2 separate regions of the Callithrix jacchus genome follow, and region 2 is linked to region 1. Evidence: chromatin contacts called from public Hi-C data. All regions are on one chromosome and are shown on one strand. Each heading gives the region's core, a stretch centred on a gene start, on an enhancer-like site or on the middle of the called end of the contact. The rest is flanking DNA. Distances are from core to core; before and after follow the strand shown.

Region 1 (4,127 bases), core at 1,226-3,725:
GGAAAAGATACCACCGAAATGTGTGATTTTTTTTTTTCTTTTTTCCTGACATAGGAAAATCTCATTATGTCTCTTGTATTTACCAAGGGATATATTCAATTCAGGGCACGGAAGGATCTGGGCTGCCTCCACACCTAATGTGGAAGAAGGTGCTGTCTGCCTGCTATGTCCTTGCTTCTCCTTATTTCAATCTTTTTTCTCCCCCCCCCCGCCCCCCCAAAAAAAAGTGTCTTAGGAAGGATATGGACTCATGAGTCAGATTTGGGTCTCAGTCTTGGTTCTTCCCTATTTGTAAGCCCAGGAAGGAACTTGAGTTGATTTTCTGAAGCTCAGTTTCCTTTTCCATCAAAACTGGGAGTGTCTCAGGCTTGCCCAGTATCTTAGCTGGAAGACTGTGTGTGAAGGTGGCCCGCCTTTCACTGCAATCACCCTGCTGATTGCAGTGGCTCCCAGGGAACCAGGCATGGGAAGAATTGGTTATGCTCTATTAGAGAGCTAATTCATAATTAGTACTATGCTCACTCCTGGAGGATTTGACAGAAATAGAAGATATGGTTCTGACTCAGCATCCACCTCACTACGTGATGTCAGAGCAACAGAGCTAAGACTGCAGCTGATGAGTACTGTGCAGATGGAGCTCTGGTAGGTGCACAGGCTTAGTCCAGACCTGGCAGGAAAAAGGTTATGAGCGGTTCTGCCTGCCACAGATGTGCTGGCACACGCCCTGCTGTGTGTGTTCCAGGTAACGTATCAGGTGGCTTGGGAATGTAGGCTTTCAGACCCTCTCTCTTCAGTTCTCTTCTGCTGACCTCCTCCCATCCAACCAATGTGGTTTCTTAATCTTCTCATCAATCCACTTTGTTATAGAGAAGACGAAACATTTAAATTCCTTCACCCTCATCATTTCCACTAATATTTGACAACCACTTCTCAGTTCATAATACTTTTGCAACCAAGCAGGTGAGCTATGTGTCTGTGGAGAGTTTTGAATTATTTTTGCCTATTCAGTTCAGTCTTCTCATTTTCTATCAGGCCAAAAATGGAGAAAGTGTTCTGAAGGTCAGTATCCTTCAGATCTAGACATGTATGGATGTATCCTGAATTCCTCTGAGCTAAACCTGAGAAGCAAGAGTGAGTTCTATTGCGGAACACTTCCAAAAGGCAAAGATTGATGCTTATGCACAGAAATTCTGACTTTTATTAAAAGATGCTCAGATAGATGCTCTCCTTGCCTTTATACAATATGTGGTAAACAGGGTAAATCCTCAATTTTATTTATGCCCAGTGACAGATCTTACAAGTAGAAATTAACCCATCTGAGTGATTGTGTTCATTCTTTCTCTGTCTTCTCAAAGCCAGTATAACCTCTGAACTCTACTTCAGAATTCTAGTCAAGTTAGTGTCAAGTCTTTCAAAAAAAATTAAACCCCCACACAAGCTCCAATCCATAAATAAGAAATTCACCCTGGCTTGTATGGAGGTGATGATATTAATACAGGCTACATTTCTCTGGGTCACTGAATGTACCCGGCACTGTACCAAGTCTAGTAATAGACTGTGCCACATTTAATCTTTACAGGTCTGTAAGAGAGGTCTTATTTTTCTCATAATTCAGATGAACACCCCAAAAATCAAAGTCACACAACAGAGACTCTTGGCTGGAGACTGCCCACAGGCATCCTTTTAATAGAACCCTAAAGTCTACAGGAGGGAGCTGTTTTCCTACCGGCCAGTTTAGAACCAAAAGAAAGCGTTGGTTATGCCATATTATGCATAATTAGTACTGTGCCCACTCCTGTAGGATTTGACAGGAATAGAAGATATGGTTCTGACTCAGGATCCACCTCACTACATGATATCAGAGCAACAGAGCTAAGACTGCAACTGATGAGTACTGTGCAGACAGGGCACCCTACCTCCTTGTTACCTCTCTCCCTTGCACCTACTCTGCCCCACCCACTCCTCCTCCCTTGCATGATCCATAGAATAGACCAATATGTGTTTACCCACCACAGATTGTTTGGGTTGTGAAAAAGATGCCTGATATAATTTTCTATCTTTGAAGGCACATAGCTCTCAGAGGTTTCAAAGCTGAAAACCAGTCTGAGCTCACTGGAGCCAGTCAGGCATTTGTATACAGAAGGCTAAGTATGGCTTCTTGTCTGCAGGAAAGAGAAAATTTGGAGGAACTTTTGGAAGCCTTCAAAGTTTTTTTGACTGTTCTCTCTCTCTTGCAAAGCAATCTGGGTGCATTAAGTATAAATGAATGAGAAACATATGGATTAAATTTTATCTGTGATCACATATGAGTTTCAAGAATGATAAAGCATAAGGAATTCAGGGTTTAAGGAATCCAAAATACTTTGCAAGTTCTTCAGGACATCGCAGGCAACATTTGGCTCCTCCTTGTATCCAAATTTGAGGACTATTTGGTAGGGTGACAGACTTGCTCACTGCCCTCCCTGCCCACTCAAACTGCTAAGCCTCGGGAGGTATCTGTAGATAGGTTTTGTGTATATCTTGTTTTGCTGAGACTGATATAAAGAGATTGGGTTTCTAGGAAGGGCAAACTTTATGGGAAGACTCTTAACGTTTTTGAAACCCCCAATTAGAGGAGAGGAAAATTTGGCAAACCTGATTATTAACCATATCTTGCTTACAAATAATATTAGGTGTGTTTTATGTCTTACGATTGCTCATAATGTTAGTGTCATTGTCATGTTAATGATAATGGTAGCCATGTCCTGCATTTGTTTAGTGATTAAATTTACAAACAGGTACACATTACCTGTTAATACACATTACAGATGTATTTATAGGGATATACACTTACAACACACACAGAGTGTGTTGTGAAAAGCTACAAATAGGGAATTACAGAGTTAAGAGACGATGAAGGAAGGAGTACCTAACCCAGCATTGTGGTAGAAGTCAGGATTTATAGAAGGCTTCTCAGAGGAGATAACATTAAGTTTGATCTTATTTGTTTGTTTGTTTTTAAGACAGAGTCTTACCCTGTTGCCCAGGCTGGAGTGCAGTGGCGTGATCTTGGTTCACTGCAACCTCCGCTTCCTGGGTTCAAATGATTCTCCTGCCTCAGCCTCCCAAGGAGCTGGGACTATAGGTGCATGCCACCACACCCAGCTAATTTTTGTAATTTTAATAGAGACAGGATTTCACCATGTTGGCCAGGCTGGTCTCGGAACTCCTGATCTCTAATGATCTGCCTGCCTCGGTCTCTCAAAGTGCTGGGTTATGCATGTTTTTAAAAGAATATATATAAGTGGCCAGGCACAGTGGCTCGTGTTTATAATCCCAGCACTCTGGGAGGCTGAGGCCGGCAGATCGCTTGAGGTTAGGAATTCAAGACCAGACTGGCCAACATTGGTGAAACCCTGTCTCTACTAAAAATATAAAAATTAGGTAGGCATGGTGGCAGGTGCCTGTAATCCAGCTACTTGGGAGGCTGAACATGAGAATTACTTGAACCCTGGAGGGAGGTTGCAGTGAGCCAAGATCATGCCAGTGTACTCCAGCTGGATGATAGAGCGAGATTCAGCCTACAACAACAAAAAAAAGTATGTGGAAGTTAGCCAGGGGAAGGCGATAGGGAGTGCCCACTAATCAGAGAGAGAGAGGAATTTATGAACACTAAGAGATGAGAGAGCAAATGACATACTTGGGAAATTTTGAGTTGTTCACTTAGTCTGGGGCCTAGCTTGTGATGGGCTTGTGCAATAAAAAATGATGGAGGCAGAGGGTTGGTAAATGATAACATAGGGGATTACATAAGACAAATAGGTAAAAGCCAGATCAGACAGTCTCGTATGTCGTGCCAAGATTCTCTAGGACTTTAGTAAGGGAAATGATAGAATTAGGTTTGTATATTAGAAAGATCACTGTGGTGAAGATATGGAAGATTCTCTGAGTGAGGATTAAGAGAGTACAGGATGGAGGACACTGTTTGGGTCAGGGAAACCAGTTTAATCTAGTTTCATCACCGTTGTAATAATCCAAGCAAAAAATGAAGGGTTAGATGAATATCATGACAGTAGGTGGAAACAAGAAGACTTATGTTTGAGAAATATTTGACAGAGGACTATGACCTCTTGTGGGGCAGATGAGAG
Region 2 (4,566 bases), core at 1,363-3,862, 71 kb after region 1:
CAGACTGGACTATTCAGAGCGGTCTGCAGACTAGAGGCCAGTCTCTAAATGGTTTGATCAGATTTGCTATGAAACAAAGAACTTGCATCAGAATGTAAATCAATTATGTCACCAAGTGTACTGTTTAGTTCAGCTGTCATTTTATTCACAGCAAGATGTTCTCAATGAAGGAATCCGTGTGCTGGCTTACATCCTGGGGCAAACCCCTTTCACCATTACAGAGGAGCCCTTTGAATAGGACTGAGATTCCTTGCTCTGTAGTTAATGATAAACATGCTGGAGTCCCTTTCCCTCCTTGGATTTTCCTACCTTACCTTCTACTAAAAAGAAGAAAATGAATATTTGCCTGTACCTATTCTGAGACTGGCACTGTGCTAAGGTACTTTAGATGACATTTAATTCTTGCAAGTTAGATTATTCACTTCATCTTTACAGACAAGAAACAGGCTCAAAAGTTTAAGTAACATGCCTGTGGTCTAACAGCTAGCAAGTGACAGAGCCAGCAATCAAATTCAGATCTGACTCCAAAGTCCATGCCCCTCACTGTTTGTAGACTATCCCATGACTGTGCTTAAAATTATCTGACATTAACACCAAGAAATGAAGCAGGGTTGTTGGGGGGATTGCCTTATATGGAGACCTATGACTCTGTTCCTCATACATATGCTAATCATGATTCCTGGGAATAGATACAACCCAGCTCCCCTCAATCAGATAGCACTGTTTATGTATACCATGTTACTCCATGTTACAAAGCCTTGCCCAGCCCAGCTAACCAGGTCAGAGATGAATCCAGTTTGTTTCTAAGGGGTTGTCTGTTGCCATCACTTTTTAAGCCTGGGAAGTCGGGAAGAAGATAGGGAGAAAGAATTCATGAGAAGGATGCGTTTTCTTAGAAATGTTATTAATTGGCTGGGCAAAACAAGAGAAGGAAATAAAATAGCTGCTCCTTACTAAGTAAAGGCATCTTCTTCCCTTATCTCATTAAAAATTAAAAGCACTCTTGGTTTAAGTAGGGTAAATTAGTAATTAAGTGCTATATAATGAACTTGTGTAAACAGAATATTGAAGGGGAAGCCAAATTAATCACTCCACTGGCTTGTTTTTGCCCCCATTAATGCACCTTTTACTCAGGTCCTTCCTGTAATACCAGGATGCATTTTCTGCTCTCCTCCGCTGCTGGAGATTGGGTGGGCTGTGATAGCTGGGCTGACAGATGACAGTAGACTAGATCTGGAAAAGTCATGTGTGGGGGCCTCGATTCAAAGTAGGTGATAAGGATGGCTGTTTTATTTTTTAAGCCAAGGCTTATCAACACAAGCCTACATGTGACAGGAACAGCCTTAGATGGTAGCAGGACATCAAAGAATTAGACATAATGTTGGTACCCAAGGAATTTCCAGTCTACAGGTTGGGGGGAGGTTGGACACAGATGGATACAGATATGAAAAATTCTAAGGTGTAAAGGCAAAGACTATTTGCTTGGACTCAAATCTTGGCTCTACACTTACCTTGGGTGACTTACTTAGTTTCTCTATGCCTCAGAGGCCTCATCTGTAAAAGATAACAGCAGAGATATATTATCTCATAACTCATGTTGTAAGGAGTAAACGTGACTATACCTAAAGCAAAATAGTCTTATTAATGTTGGCTATTTTGGTTTAAATTGCAATTACTCTGCAATGGAATGATGGAGCATTTGAGGAGTGTCTTCCACTGCCTTAAGAGGGCTGGGAAAGTCTTCCAGAGGAGGCAACCTTTGAACTGGGCCTTGAGGATTAGCTGGTGATAGAGCTAGAATTCAGGGTGCTGTGGGACCCCCAGGCCTATGCTTTTCATCTTGGCTGCAAAGTGCCTCCTCTGAAAGCAGAGGAAGGAGCTTGGGCCTCAACTAGGGACAAATCTCTCTCCATTTCAGCTCAACATAGTAAATATTAGTAATTACTGCTGGATCCTCAGTCTTGTAGTATCGTGGCAACTACCTGCCAAGTATGTGGGGCAAGGAGTGGAAAGAGTAAGTGAGCTGAGTCCATCGCAGGCAGGGTAAGAGGAAATCAAATGGAGCAGCAGAAAGTAGCCCTCTAAGTCACCTTGCTGAACCCCATGGTGATGGCATCTCCTCAACTTACTAGCTGTGTGAGCAAACCTGGCTGGGCAAGCTACTTAATTTCTCCAAGCTCAGTTCCATATTCACTGACCCGATTGAGTTTCCACTAGTATTCTGTGAATGAAAGCACATTTAGCACAATCCTGTTCAGCAGAAAAGTACTTTTATTATCCCTGTGTTCGCTTGATCTTCACCACAGTCATAAGGGATAGGTGGTATCATCGTGCCACTCTATTAAGCAAAAAATTGAGGCACCAAGCTATTGAAAAGTTTACGTTTACCTAGATGGTTAGTAGCAGAAAAATGGTTTTGAACTCAAGTGGTCTGGCTCCAGCCCTGCTCTCTGCATATCTCCCACAGCCCCATGCTTTGGAGGGTACCTATAGCTGATTTGTGTGTCACATGCTAGATTTGCATGTCAGGGTAGATACTGCTCAAGTATGTCCAGACCTCTCACTCACTACTGAGGAAGAAGTTCTTTCTGCTTGAGGGAATGATGGGGCAGAACTTATAGCTGTAGTGACCCTTTGACAGGTGGGGCAGGTAGAGCAGGCACAAGTGACTCACGAGGGAGCATTAGCCCGAGGATGCAGTAGGAATGCTGCTACTGCACTGATCTTGGCAGTTTTGCTTAGTGAACAAAACAATTTATTTGTTTATTATTCATACTCTGCTTCCACAAAGGATTTAAGAAAGCTTACAAAAAGGGGCTAAGTAGGCTACTGGAATAAAACTCACAAGTTAGAAACAATGTAAAAAGAGGAAAATACACCAATCCCTTATACTAGGTGGGACATCCTCTAACTCAAATGCCTTAAGGTGCCACCCAGGCCATACAAACATGGGAAGATACCAGCAAAGGACAAGGTGATTCGATTCTGTGTTAGGTAAGAAAAAAGTACTAGAAAAGTGTGAGTACTAATATTTGTATTCAAAGTACTGCCACAGGATGTTGAAATTCAGGTTGTTTTAACTCTGGATTGGTGAGTGTCACACCAAATATCTATGGGACAGATCTGGCATACCTATGGGTCCCTGACCTGGACTAGGCAGTTCTTCTTCTTATTTTTTAATGGGGTCTCGCTCTATTGCCCAGACTGGAGTGCAGTGGCATAATCATGGCTCACTGCAGCCTCAAACACCTGTTCAAGCAATCCTCTAAGGGATTACTTTGAACTTCAGGCAACCAAGGCAAAACTGGGCAATACGTCAAGTCATATGGAGTCAAGGAAGTGTACCTGTTCTTTAAAAGAGACCACGTTTTTCCGTATACCAAATTCTAACATTATTATTTCTTTAAAAATAAACTTAGAAATCCTTCCATGGAATTCTTATAGAAGAAGACAGAAGAACTTGTTATATACAACCTTGCCAGAGCCCAGATCATAACTTGAAACCTGACTTTGTGTCTAGGATAGCCTGGGTTTATAGCTTTTTGGAGATGTCGCTTGACCTAGGGATATAACCAAGAATACCCAGTTTGGTAGATAGATAGCATGTCCTTTCACCTTTTTTCCATGAATATTTCTTCCTTTGGCCAGCTTTGCAAACAAAGCTGTTTTACTGACCTAGGAGTATCTCACAGGACTTCAGTACTAAAGCTTTTTACCGGCCTGGCATCAGAGAAGTGCTAAAATGAAGCACCCATCAATCGAGAAGGGCAACAGATGTTGAAGCATATCAAATATCAGTAAACAGCAAGCCCACAGAGACTGCTGAACTTGGAATCCTCATAGCAAAAATACCCTGTTGCCTTTAAGAGAGAACACTGTGGACTTTTATAAACCACATTAAGTGATGCATTTTTTTTTTCATTTGGACAACTGCTACCCTATGAAATATTTTGCCTGAAAGATGGTCTGCTATGCTCTATTTTTTTTTAATCTCTACTTTTTTTAAGGGCAAACTTAATGCTCACAGAGTGTTCTAGGCTCTCAGCCCTGGAAATATAGGTCTTCAGTAATTGAGAGGAGTTTCATGTTCAGCTTATCTAGTACCCTGTCTTTTACTATTAGCAGTATGATTCATATTATAAGTAATAAATTGGGCTGTATTTCAAATCCTGTCGCTGTGCACCGGATTAGTCCTTTTACCTCTCTAAGCCTACTTACTCATATGTATAAAAATAAGACTATTAAGGGCGCCTACCTTATGCAATTGTTGTGAAAATTAGATGATATGTATAAAGTATTTGGCACAGTTACTGGTACAAATAAACTCTCAATGAGAGGTATACAAAGTTTTAGTAATATTTATGATGATAACTATCATTACTATTAGCTGACTATAAATTACATGCTGTATTAATGCTTTACATACATTACTGAAAGATAGCTGGGCTGGTCCTTTGCCTGTTTGCTCTCGGCAAGTGCCTCTTCCCCTGCTCTGCTGTGTATTACACTTCTAGGTTCTCTTGCACCCGACCTCTGGGCAGGTTTGGCCAAGGGGAGATACTGGTA

What was found. Hi-C and Micro-C count contacts between places; a contact is called where the count stands out from the background.
Region 2: a contact with region 1 is called in a Hi-C map of skeletal muscle, with 4 times the contacts expected there. The contact joins two enhancer-like sites. A contact is called at or near these places in 2 of 3 Hi-C or Micro-C datasets (both in skeletal muscle).

Annotation. Positions count from the first base shown.
Region 1 is chr7:96,651,171-96,655,297 of calJac240_pri, forward strand. All of the region lies in intron 8 of FGGY (FGGY carbohydrate kinase domain containing), which reads left to right. Among named protein-coding and RNA genes, the nearest start is that of HOOK1, 200 kb to the right of the region's middle. Within about 2 kb of position 2,476, at least 2 of the 16 cell types and tissues checked have an H3K27ac peak or open chromatin away from gene starts, as enhancers often do. A contact at or near this core is called in skeletal muscle, where this site is marked.
Region 2 is chr7:96,722,424-96,726,989 of calJac240_pri, forward strand. The region is part of intron 15 of FGGY (FGGY carbohydrate kinase domain containing); the gene reads left to right. LOC108592611 (a long non-coding RNA gene) reads right to left here. Exons shown (of 6, transcript XR_013520136.1): 2 at 1,512-1,554. Among named protein-coding and RNA genes, the nearest start is that of HOOK1, 130 kb to the right of the region's middle. Within about 2 kb of position 2,613, at least 2 of the 16 cell types and tissues checked have an H3K27ac peak or open chromatin away from gene starts, as enhancers often do. A contact at or near this core is called in skeletal muscle, where this site is marked.